Linked DNA regions of Sus scrofa: region 1 is linked to region 2. Evidence: chromatin contacts called from public HiChIP or PLAC-seq data. All regions are on one chromosome and are shown on one strand. Each heading gives the region's core, a stretch centred on a gene start, on an enhancer-like site or on the middle of the called end of the contact. The rest is flanking DNA. Distances are from core to core; before and after follow the strand shown. Region 1 has its middle 31 kb from the start of ZNF710. Region 2 holds the start of ARPIN (actin-related protein 2/3 complex inhibitor).

Region 1 (5,651 bases), core at 869-3,368, 57 kb after region 2:
AGATGCAGCTCGGATCTGGTGTTGCTGTGGCTGGGGTGGAGGCCGGCAGCTGCAGCTTCAATTAGACCCCTCTCGCCTGGGAACCTCCATATGCCACAGGTGCAGCCCTAAAAAAGACCCAAAAAAAAGAGCACTTGCTGGCAAGAAAACTTTGTTGAAGTATTATAAAGTGTAAACAGTTTACACAAGGATTTATATGGCATGGTCTTCGTTTTACTTTATGTATGTATATATATGTATATGTATACATGTTTATATAAATGAAATGATTTGGAGGGATATACATGCACCAAGGTTAAATGGTAGCTATTCCTGGATGCGATCACAAGTATTTTTTGTTTTTTGTGTCTGTGTATTTTCTTATCTTTCTGTAATAAGCCTTTATTGCTTTTCTAATAAGAAATAAAGTCATTTTTCAGTATTGGCCTGGGAGTAATAGATCAATAGAACAGAAGAGAAAACTGAAAAAGAGATTCAGTAGGTATAAGAATTGGCTGTGAGATAAATGTGGAATTTCGAATCAATGGGCAAAAGGGTAGTTCAATACATTGCATTGGTTCAACTAGTTAATGGTTTAGAAAATAAAGCTGAGCTCTACCTTGTACTAGATACTAAATTCACTACTATATGATTTAAATAGAACAAAAACCTTTTAATCATGCTATGTAAAATCATAAAGGATTAGAACAAAATATAATTAAACAGGTCTATACTCTTGGAATAGAGAGGCTTTTCTTTTGGGGGAGGGGCACACCCATGACATGTAAAAGTTCTTGGGGCAGGGATTAAACCTAATCAACAGTAGTGGCCTGAACCCCAGCAGGGACAACTGCCAGGTCCTTAACCCACTGAGCCACCAGGGAACTCCTAAAGAAAGTCTTTCTAAGCCTAGTATCAAATTTGGCAAGCACACAGGGATAGGTTGACAGATTTGACAATATAAAAATATAAAACTAGGGGGTGGTTTAAGAAGTGTGGCACAGTGGTTTAAGAATCTGACTGCAATGGCTTGGGTCTCTGTGGAGGTGTGAGTTCAATCCCCAGCCAGGGCAGTGGATTAAAGGATCTGGTGTTGCTGTAGCTGCAGCTTGGATTCCATCCCTGGCCCAGGAGCTTCTATAGGCGGTGGGTGCTGCCATAAAATTTTTTAAAAATTAAATAAAAACAATAAAAATAATAAATATATTTTAAATGCCATATGTTCACAATAATAGCAACTGCAAAATACCTGGGAATAAATTTTTTTCTTTTTATTTTATTTTACTTTATTGCTTTTTAGGGCCGCACCCGTGGCACATAGAGGTTCCAAGGCTAGGGGTCAAAACAGAGCTACAGCTTCTGACCTATGCTACAGCCACAGCAACACAGGATCCAAGCTGCGTTTTGACCTACACCACAGCTTGGGGCAACGCCGGATCCTTAACCCACTGAGCGAGGCCAGGGATTGAACCCACAACCTCATGGTTCCTAATCAGATTTGTTTCCACTGAGCCATGACAGGTAGTCCCCAAGGAATAAATTTAACAGGAAAGGTGGAATGTCTTATAACTTTATTGGAAGACATGAAAGAAGTTCTCCCATTTTCCTGGGAAAATGGAGAACTCGGTAGAGGGAGTGGAGTTTATGCCCTGCATCTTTATCTTTGGGAAAAAAAGACATAAAGAGAGAGAGAGAACCTAAATGATCACAAATTAATCCTTCTGACTGAGTGATGCACTGTGGTTTAGAAGAATGCGTTAGCTCTGCACCTGTTTTTATGTGGAAGGAAGATTTCTCTGCCACGTCCTCTCACACACTCTAAGCTTGGAAGAGAAGGAGCTGCTGGCTTTGCCTGGGCTCTGCTTAGCAGGGGGAGGTCATTGTGTTGGATGGACACGCCCATTCGTGCTCTTCCCTCTATTGCCCCTCCATGCACACCCTGGTGGCCTCATGGGTCTCAGGCTGCCTTGGGACTGGCCTGGCCACGCCTCCACTTCTGCTGTCACCAGGATCTGCTGATCTACTTCAGATCCCCTTTCCCTGGGCTGGCCAGATGCCCAGCTTCAGTCCAGGCTCTGTGCTGCAAGTCTAGCTTCTACCCCTGGGTGCTGTGTGAGGCTGTGACAGACATGGCCAGGCCTGCCAGTTCAGAGTGTCCCTGGCCTCCTGTTGCAGTAGACAAATGAGGATGCATGCTCACATGGTTGCCGAGTGACCGCAAGAGTGTTTAGTCATCACTTTAAAACCAGAGGATACTATAGCAATGCATCATCGGACTGTAGGAAGAATTGACCCATATGTTAGATCTGGATGATGTGAACAATCAGAAGCCACCATAAACAAACTAGCAACATAGAATAACTTATTAGTTAAGAATACAGATTTTAGGGAGTTCTGTCGTGGCTCAAGAGGAAACGAATCTGACTAGTATCCATGAGGATGCAGGTTTGATTCCTGACCTCGCTCAGTGGGTTAGGGATCCAGTGTCGCCATGACCCAGGGTGGCAGACATGGCTCAGATCTGCCATTGCTGTGACTGTGGTATAGGCCAGCAGCTACAGCTCCGAATCGACCCCTAGCTGGGAACCTCCTTATGCTGTGGGTGTGGCCTTTAAAAAAAAGAAAATACAGATTTTAGACTGCCTACTTTCAAATCCAGGTTCTGCACTTCACTGGCCCTGTGACCTTTGACAAGTTAGTTCACCACTCTGTGCCTCAGTTTTTGCCTCTGTAAAAATGTTATTATCCTAAAATAGTATTGTAATACTATCTCCCTCTCAGGGCTCTTATGAGGAATGACTACGTTATTATATGCAAGGCATACTTAGAATTGTTCTGGATGTTGTCATCATTACAGTGGAATCCAAGAGACTCAGAAAACCCTGCTCAGGCAGAGCTTCACCCTCTACAGCTGACTGCCCTGGCACCTCTCCTGAGAGGAACAAGGAAATCAAACCAGTCACTTCTAACACTCTCAGCACATGGTCACCTAGTAGTGCTGGCTGAAAGTCACCTGCTGCGCAGTAAAATGGAATTACTACAAAATGGAAGCATTAGGGCCTTTGTTTTGTGCTGGTTCTCAAGCCCAGGCCTCTCTGGTATCAGGTACCTGCCCAGTTAACAATGAAATGAATGGTGCTTTGATCCTCATTTTGGCTGTTCTTCCATGTATAAGAGCTCCTGTGGGAATCTTCTATGTGAAGGGCAAGTGCAACCTGCCAGGGTTCCCTAGCCATGGTCCCTTTAAAACCCCACCTCCAGGAGTTCCCGTCGTGGCGCAGTGGAAATGAATCTGACTGGGAACCATGAGGTTGCGGGTTCTATCCCCGGCCTCGCTCAGTGAGTTAAGGATCCAGCATTGCTGTGAGCTGTGGTGTAGGTCGCAGACTCAGCTCAGATCCCGAGTTGCTGTGGCTGTAGTGTAGGCCAGTGGCTACAGCTCTGATTAGACCCCTAGCCTGGGAATCTCCATATGCCACGAGGGCAGCCTTAGAAAAAGCAAAAAGACAAAAAAATTTAAAAAATTTAAAAATAAAATAAAACCCCACCTCCACCCCGCTTAGATATCAAAAGATGCCCATCATGGGTTGGTGAATGAAAAAACACAAGGCAGAACAATATGACTAGTAAAATATTGTTTAAAACATGCACAAAAATGCCCTTTCAGGGAGTTCTCTTTTTTGCTCCATGGTAACGAACCCAACTAGTATCCATGAGGATGTGAGTTCGATCCCTGGCCTCACTCAGTGGGTTAGGGATCCAGTGTTGCCAAGAGCTGTTGTGTAGGTCGCAGATGCTGCTCAGATTCCGAGTTGCTGTGGCTCTGGTATAGGCCAGCAGTTGCAGCTCCGATTTAACCCTTATCCTGGGAAATTCCATATGCCGCACGTGCGACCCTAAAAAAAGATAAAAAGAAAAAAAAAAAGAAAACACATTTTCACAGTCTAAAAAGATGGATGCCAAACAGTTCATGGTGGTTGTCTTAGGCTGGTTTTCTCAGGAACCAGGGAGTGGGCGTCAGGAGGGGGCACTGCATTTTTGCTGTAGATCCGCTAGTACTGTCTTATGTTCTCATAGCAAGCATATGTGACCTTTTTTTTTGGCTTTTTAGAGCTGCACCCACAGCATATGGAGGTTCCCAGGCTAGGGGTCCAATTAGAGCTGTGACCGCCAGCCACAGCAATGCAGGATCATTAACCCACTGAGCGAGGCCAGGGATCAAACCCATGTCCTCATGGATACTAGTCAGGTTCGTTAACCACTGAGCCACGATGGGAACTCCCATATGCAACATTTACTTTTAAAAAATAATGGCAATTTTTCCCAAAAAAAAACAAATTGTGGAAAAAATATTTATAACACATACGGCAGACCAAGTGTTAAAGCAATATCTGTAAGTGTTTATGAACAGAAAAAGTGGTTGAAAAGAATAGAATAAAACAACCACAGTGGTTATCCCTAGAGGAGAACTTAATGGGATATTTTATTTTTCTTCTTTATACCCTTTCCTATATTTTCCAAACATTTAGCAATAAAAATGCATTACACTTTTTGAGTCAGAGAAATACGATTTTTTTAAATTGAGGAGAAATATAACGATAAACAGAAAATTAAAGAGAAGATTTGAAAGGAAAGCAGAAGGCTTAAAAGGTTCAAAAAGCTAGAAGATAAAATGAGATCATTTAAAAAGAAAAAATAATGGGGAATAATACAAATCAGAACAAGCTAAGGAATACACTAAATAATGCTAAAATTTTTTTGGAGTTCCCGTTGTGGCTCAGCAAAAATGAACCCGACTAGTATCCATGAGGATGTGGATTCGATCCCTGATCCTGTGGGTTAAGGATCCTGCTGTGAGCTGTGGTGTAGGCTAGCTCTGATTCGTCCCTTAGCCTGGGAACTTCCATATGCCATACCTGCGGCCCTAAATTTAAAAAAAAAAAAAAAAGTTAAAAAAATTTTAAATACATATACACTAAAATAAAAGAACAAGCCAAGATATTAAAAATCAATATTAAAAAATATTTAAGAAGTTCCCTGATGGCTCAGTGGGTTGAGGATCCAGTGTCATCACTGCTGTGGTGTGGGTTTGATACCTGGCCCTGAAACTTCCACATGCCATGGGTGCAACCAAAAAAATAAAATTAAAAAGAAGAATAATTGCCAAAAATAGAAAAATCAATAGCCAGAAAGGTTACAAAGAAACCACTAGAGAGCATCCCAGGTGTAAGTCCTTAGGGGGGATCTTATGGACAGGAAACCCTGGCTGAGGCCCAGAGCATCTGATGAAAAAAGGGCTTCCATAGCGGGAGATGACAGGACCTTTGGCAACTTATGGCCAGCCAGCAGCTGGTGAACTTCCCGGATTCTCCCCCTTATCTCAGAGTCATGTGTGCATGTGTATAACATTCTTAGGACTGCAAACCCCATGAGGGCCACTGCTGGACACCCACTTTCTTCTGTTGCTACTAGATCCATCACTTCCCTCCTGATCACTCCAGACCACCCTGAGAGCTTCCAGACTCCAGGCCTTGGCATTCTCGGGTCAGGCCTGCAGCCCACAGTGAAGCCTGAGCAATTATCTCACCAATCCGGGAGCCTCAGCTCCCAGCCTGCATTATAAAACATTGTGGCACTTTTTTTTTTTTTTTTTTTTTTGGCTTATTTAGGCC
Region 2 (6,150 bases), core at 3,222-5,721:
TAATCCACCGTGCCAGGCTGATGATCGAACCTGAAGCCCAGTGTTCCAGAGGTGCTGCCAATCCTATTGTGCCACAGCAAGAACTCCCGTGTGTATGTCTGAGCAACACAAGACCCTTAGAGGCTTCATGGGAGTCCAGGCTGGGAAAGCAAGTGGGATCACTGCAGAGCAGTCTTGAGGCTTAATCTCCAAAACATACAAACAACACATATAACTCAACAACAAAAAATCAAACAACCCAATCAAAAAAGTGGGAAGAAGACCTAATAGACATTTCTCCAAAGAAGACATACAGATGGCCAGTAGGCATATGAAAAGATGTTCAACATCACTAAGGATTAGAGAAATGCATGTCAAAACTATAATGAGGTACCATCTCACACCAGTCAGAATGGCCATCATTAATAAGTCTAAAAACAGCAAATGCTGGAGAAGGCGTGGAGAAAAGGGAACCCTCCTACAGTGTTGGTGGGAATGTAAGCTGGTGCAACCACCATGGAGAACGGTATAGAGGATCCTCATAAAAGTAAAAATAGACTTACCTTATGATCCAACAATCCTACTTCTAGGCATATACCTGGACAAAACCATAATTCAAAAAGATATATGCACCCCTATGTTCACAGCGGCACAACTGACAATATCCAAGACTTGGATACAACCTAAATAAATGTCCATCGACAAATGGATTATGAACATGTGATACAGAAGTTCTCTTGTGGCACAGTGGGTTAAGGATCTGTTGTTGTCACAGCAGTGGCTTGGGTCGCTGCTGTGGCACAGGTTAGATCCCCAGCCTGAGAACTACTATATGCCACAAATGCAGCAAAAAAAAAAAAAAAAAAAAAAAAGAATATGTGGTAGAAGTTCCCATTGTGGTGCAGTGGAAAGCGAATCCGACTATCCGATTAGTATCCATGAGGCAGGTTCAATCCCTGGCTTCACTCAGTGATCTGGTGTTGCCATGACCTGTGGTGTAGGTTGCAGATGCAGCTCAGATCCCGAGTTGCTGTGGCTGTGGCGTAGACTGGGAGCTATAGCTCTAATTCGACCCCTAGCCTGGGAATGTCTATATGCAGTGAGTGTGGCCCTAAAAAGCCAAAAAAAAAAAAAAGAAGATCTGGTACATATACATAATGGAATACTACTCAGCCATAAAAAAGAATGAAATAATGCCATCTGCAACAACATGGCTGCACCTAGAGATTCTCATACTAAGTGAAGTGTCAGAAAGAGAAAGATAAATACAATATGATATCACTTATATACAGAATCTAAAATATGGCAAAAATGAATCTATCTATGAAACAGAAACAGACTCATAGACATAGAATACAGACCTACAGTTGCCAAGGGGTAAGGGAGAGGGAGAGGGATGGACTGGGAGTTTGGAGTTAATAGATACAAACATTTAAAATGGATAAACATGGAGTTCCCGTCGTGGTGCAGCAGAAACAAACCCAAGTAGGAACCACGAGGGACAGGGATCAAACCTGCATCCTTGGAGTTCCCGTAGTGGCTCAGTGGTTATAATGAATCCGACTAGGAACCATGAGGTTGCAGGTTTGATCCCTGGCCTTGCTCAGTGGGTTCAGGATCTGGCATTGCCGTGAGCTATGGTGTAGGTCGCAGACACAGCTTGGATCTGGCGTTGCTGTGGCGTAGGCCAGCGGCTACAGCTCCGATTGGACCCCTAGCCCAGGAATCTCCATATGCCGCAGGGGCAGCCCTAGAAAAGACAAAAAGAGACAAAAAACAAACAAACAAAAAAACAAAAACCCAAACCCTGCGTCCTCATGGACACTAGTCAGATTCATTACCGCTGAGTCACAATGGGAACTCCAAGCCTCCCAGCACATTAAATCTCTTCCATCAGAAGGTGCCAAGATCCCTTCACTCAGCATCCAGAGCCTGAGTCCTGAACTACTTACCTCACCCCTTCCTGCTCTCAGTCCTCCTAGTCCCAGCCCCAAACATATCCCTTGGGTTTAGAGCCTGGTCTGTCTTCTTAAGAACCCAGGCCACCAGCACAGCCCAAACTGATCCCTTCCACCTATGGCTCCTTTTGGCTGTCAATCTCCCAGCCTCTTCACCTGTCCCGGGAGGCCCTTGATTGAGCAAAGAGCTGGACCCCAAGTCTTGGCACTGGCGGCACCAAGCAGAGGGAAATGCATTGGAGGGTAAGGACCTTGAAGCCAGTGCCCTGTGGGTGCCCCCAAGGAAACATCCTCACCTTCCTGCCATGGGCATCTGAGATGCTGTGCCGTGATACATCGACCAGCTCTCCCTCCAGCAGGACACCATCTCCCCTGGGAATGAGAGAGAAGAGGGGACCAACTGGTTCTGTCAGTCTGGAGGAAAGAGCCCCTCACAAGGGCCATGGCCCAGTTCAGAGTGTACACTAGACAGAAGCGTGTCCCAAACCTGTCTCCCATTCACCTGGCCCCCGAGCAGGGCCCAGAATGTTGCAGCCCCCTTCTCTGTGCTCCCACACCTCTAAGGGTCCCAAAGTCTGGGGTATCATCCAGAGGGTAGGAAGCAGTATTGCCAGGCTGTAAGACCAAGCTATGGCCCCTCCTGCCGGGGGTTACTATAACCTCTGTGGTGTTCTTATCCACAAAATGGGAGCATCACAGTCACCCCATTCTGCTTCTATGATGATGACAACACACAATCATGTATGTGAAGGTGCTGTGTACACTATTAAAGTGTTTACTAAATATAAGAGATTTTACTTTTTTATTTAACCAAATTTTTCAGGGGGTAGGGTCTAAGTAGCTTCTCTTGTCACGTGTTTTAAAGCACTTCCTGGAGTTCCCGTCGTGGCGCAGTGGTTAACGAATCCGACTAGGAACCATGAGGTTGTGGGTTCGATCCCTGCCCTTGCTCAGTGGGTTAACGATCCGGCATTGCCATGTGAGCTGTGGTGTGGGTCGCAGACGCGGCTCGGATCCCACGTTGCTGTAGCTCTGGCGTAGGCTGGCAGCTCAGCTCCGATTAGACCCCTAGCCTGGGAACCTCCATATGCCACAGGAGTGGCCCAAGAAATGGCAAAAAGACCAAAAAAAAAAAAAAAGCACTTCCTTTTTAAAAAATTTATTTTTTGGCTGCCCTCGTGGCACATGGAAGTTCCCATGGAAGGCCAGGGATGGCATCCACACCAGAGCAGTGACCACAGCTGCTGCAGTGACAACACAGGGTCCTTAACCCTCTGTGCACAAGAGAACTTCTAAAGCACTTTCACACTCCCGCTCTCATTCATGTCCACTTTAGAAATGGGGAAACCCAGACTCAGAAGGTTTGTGACTAGGCCAAGATCAGAGGGTCCCAGGAGTTCCCATCGTGGCTCAGCCTTAACAAACCCTGCTAGTATCCTTGAGGTCTCGGGTTCCATCCCTGGCCTTGCTCAATGGGTTAAGGATCTGGCATTGCCGTAGCTGTGGCATAGGTCTGCAGTTGCAGCTCCCTTCAACCCCTAGCCTGGGAATTTCCATATGCTGTGGGAGAGGCCCTAAAAAAACAAACAAAAAAACAAAACAAAAAAATCAGAGTCCCTCATTAAAGGGAACCAGACCCTGGCTTGCCAATCCTAATTCTCACAAAAGCAGAACCTGGGGACTTCCTTTTTGGAACCACGTAAATGGGAGAGGGGTGGGGCAGGTGAAGAGATGGGGCTGAAAAGTTAAAACTCCCAGTACCTCACTCGCCCCTATCTATCCCGCTAATCCCTTCATTCAGTTGTATTTGTAATTGCAAATGGAGTGGTCTAGTCGTTCTCTGTTCTCCGTGCCAGTGATGGTAGGGCCTGGCCCTCCGGATCCAACTCAAGCCTCCAGGCAAGCCTGGCCCTCCCTCCCAGGCCAACTCCCACCCGCTGTTCCGGTCACAGCACCACACAGTCCCTACTGAAGCGGAGTGCACCGTGTGCAAAAGGCCTAAAGGCAAGGCAGGGGCAAGTGGTGAAGTTTATAGCCGATATATGCCAGCGCGGGATAAAGACAAAGGTTGGTAAGCAATCGCCGTCTTATGAGCGCTGTTTGGGAGTCAGGACCGACCCTCTGTGAGTTTTAAGGCTTAAGGGGTGCGCTCCGAGGGGAGCACTGGGAAGAGCGGTCTGGAGCCCAGGGGACCTTCGGTGAGCCCCGCCTTTCCTCCCAGCCGTACCCGATCTTGGTGGCGCCCCCCTTCCCCTGCCAATCAGGGAGCCCGGGATCGACGCGGAGCCTAGGGATCCGACGCAGGCCGGCCCGGGAGGCGGAGGGAGATGCGGGCGGAGCCTACCCCTGGTGGGCGGCGGGGTCCCAGGCCCCAGGCAGCCGCGCGCTCTGCACCGCTTTGTTCTGGAGGGCGCTGTCGTGGTAGATGCGGCTCATTCTCCCCACGGGCGCGGAGCCCTCGCGGCCCGGGGCACTGAGCCGGCACGCGGGGCGGAAGGCGCTGCGAGGAGCCGCGCAGGGAGCACACGCCGAGACTGGCAATTCCCAGCCGCAGATCCGGGTCCGGCGCGGCTGCGGGCGTTCCCGCGCGGGATTTAAAGGGGCCGAGCTCCATTTCTGCCCGCGGGACTTTGCTTGGTGGGAGGCCGGCTCCTGCAGGGACCCGGCCTTGGCCTTCTGCCGCGGGTGGGGATAGGGCGGGGAGTGGAGCCACGCCCTTCTCGTTCTCTCCCTCTTCCTTGTTCCTAGAGGGAGACCTAGGCCTCACACACGCGCAAGGGAAATTGAGGCCAAGAGAGCTAGTACGGTCAGCTCTGAAAGGATGGGATTCCAGGAAGCAGGAACGGAAAAATGGGAACAGCCCTCAGGGACGGCGCAGTGGTTAAGCACAGAGTCGCTCTTTTTACGCCCCACGCGCGAGGTCGCAGAGCGGCTGAGGGAAGAGCTCTGGGGACCTGTAGCAAAGGAGCCTGAGCTGAGATGTCAGATCAGCGACTTACCATGGTTAGAATCCCAGCCAGGTGAGCTTGGACAAGTTCTTCAACCTCTCTGAGCCCGTGCCTCCTCCTCTATGAGATGGGGTCAGTGTCAGAGGAGTTGTAAAGATTTAATAAGCTCACTCTAGGGAGTTACTGTTGTGGCGCAGGGGAGAGGAATCTGACTAGTATCCATGAGGACACTAGTTCCATCCCTGGCCTCTTTCAGTGGGTTAAGGATCCAGAGTTGCCGTGAGCTGTGGTGTAGGTTGAACTCCGCTCAGATCCAGAGTTGCAGTGGCTGTGGTGTAGGCCGGCAGCTACAGCTCCGATTCAACCCTTAGCCTGGGAACCTCGATGTGCAGTAGGTGTGGCCCTAAAAAACAAAACCAAAAAAAAAAAAAAAAAAAAAAAAGGGAGGAGGGCAAAGATGGAGTTTCCTTATGGCCCAGTGGGTTAAGGATCTAGTGTTTTCACTGCAGCAGCTTGAGTTGGACCCTTGGCCCAGGAACTTTTGTAAGCCACAGATACAGCCAGATAAGGGGGGGGGGCAAAGAAATTTCTTCAAAGGAGACATATGCATGCCCAAAATTTATATGAAAAGCTACTCAGCGTCACCAATCATCAGGGGAATGCAAACCAAAATCACAATGACATATCACCCCCCACCTCTTAGAATGGGTTATCAAAAAGATAGAAGATAGGAGTTCCCTTGTGGCACAGTGAGTTAAGGATCTGGCTTGTCACTGCAGCAGGCTAGGTTCAATCCCTGGCCCGGGAACTTCCACATGCCGTGGGCCTGGCCAAAAAAAAAGACAAAAGATAAGTGTTAGTTAGCAAGGATATGGAGAAAGGAGAATTCTTGTACAGCATTGATGGGAATATAAATTGGTGCAGCCACTGTGGTAAACACTATGCAATTTTCTCAAGAAATTAAATATAGAACCACCAAATGATCCAGCAGTCTCACTTCTGGGTTTATGTCCAAAGGAATTGAAATCTGTGATACCAAAAGGATATCTACAATATGGGAAACGAATCTGAAAAAGAATGGATATGTGTATATGTAAAGCTGAATCACTTTGCTGTGCAGCAGGAATTATCACAACATTATAAATCAACAACAATAAAACCTTAAAAAACAGGGGAAAAAAAGGAAATTCTCTTGTGGTACAGCAGGTTAAGAATCTGGTTTTGCCACAGCTATGGCAGAGGCTGCAACTGTGGTACAGTTTCGA

The links. HiChIP or PLAC-seq counts read pairs in DNA pulled down with a chosen protein or histone mark.
Region 1: a contact with region 2 is called in an H3K27ac HiChIP or PLAC-seq map of alveolar macrophages. The contact joins the enhancer-like site here to the promoter of ARPIN in region 2. A contact is called at or near these places in 6 of 47 Hi-C or Micro-C datasets (alveolar macrophages, embryonic fibroblasts, fetal heart ventricle and 3 more) and 1 of 2 datasets of contacts at active chromatin or transcription factors (alveolar macrophages).

What each region holds. Positions count from the first base shown.
Region 1 is chr7:55,538,588-55,544,238 of Sscrofa11.1, forward strand. No RefSeq gene overlaps it. Among named protein-coding and RNA genes, the nearest start is that of ZNF710, 31 kb to the right of the region's middle. Within about 2 kb of position 2,119, at least 20 of the 83 cell types and tissues checked have an H3K27ac peak or open chromatin away from gene starts, as enhancers often do. A contact at or near this core is called in alveolar macrophages, embryonic fibroblasts and retroperitoneal adipose tissue, where this site is marked.
Region 2 is chr7:55,479,064-55,485,213 of Sscrofa11.1, forward strand. It overlaps ARPIN (actin-related protein 2/3 complex inhibitor), which reads right to left and starts at 4,472. Exons shown (of 6, transcript NM_001244544.1): 1 at 4,282-4,472; 2 at 2,234-2,309. The coding sequence starts at 4,373.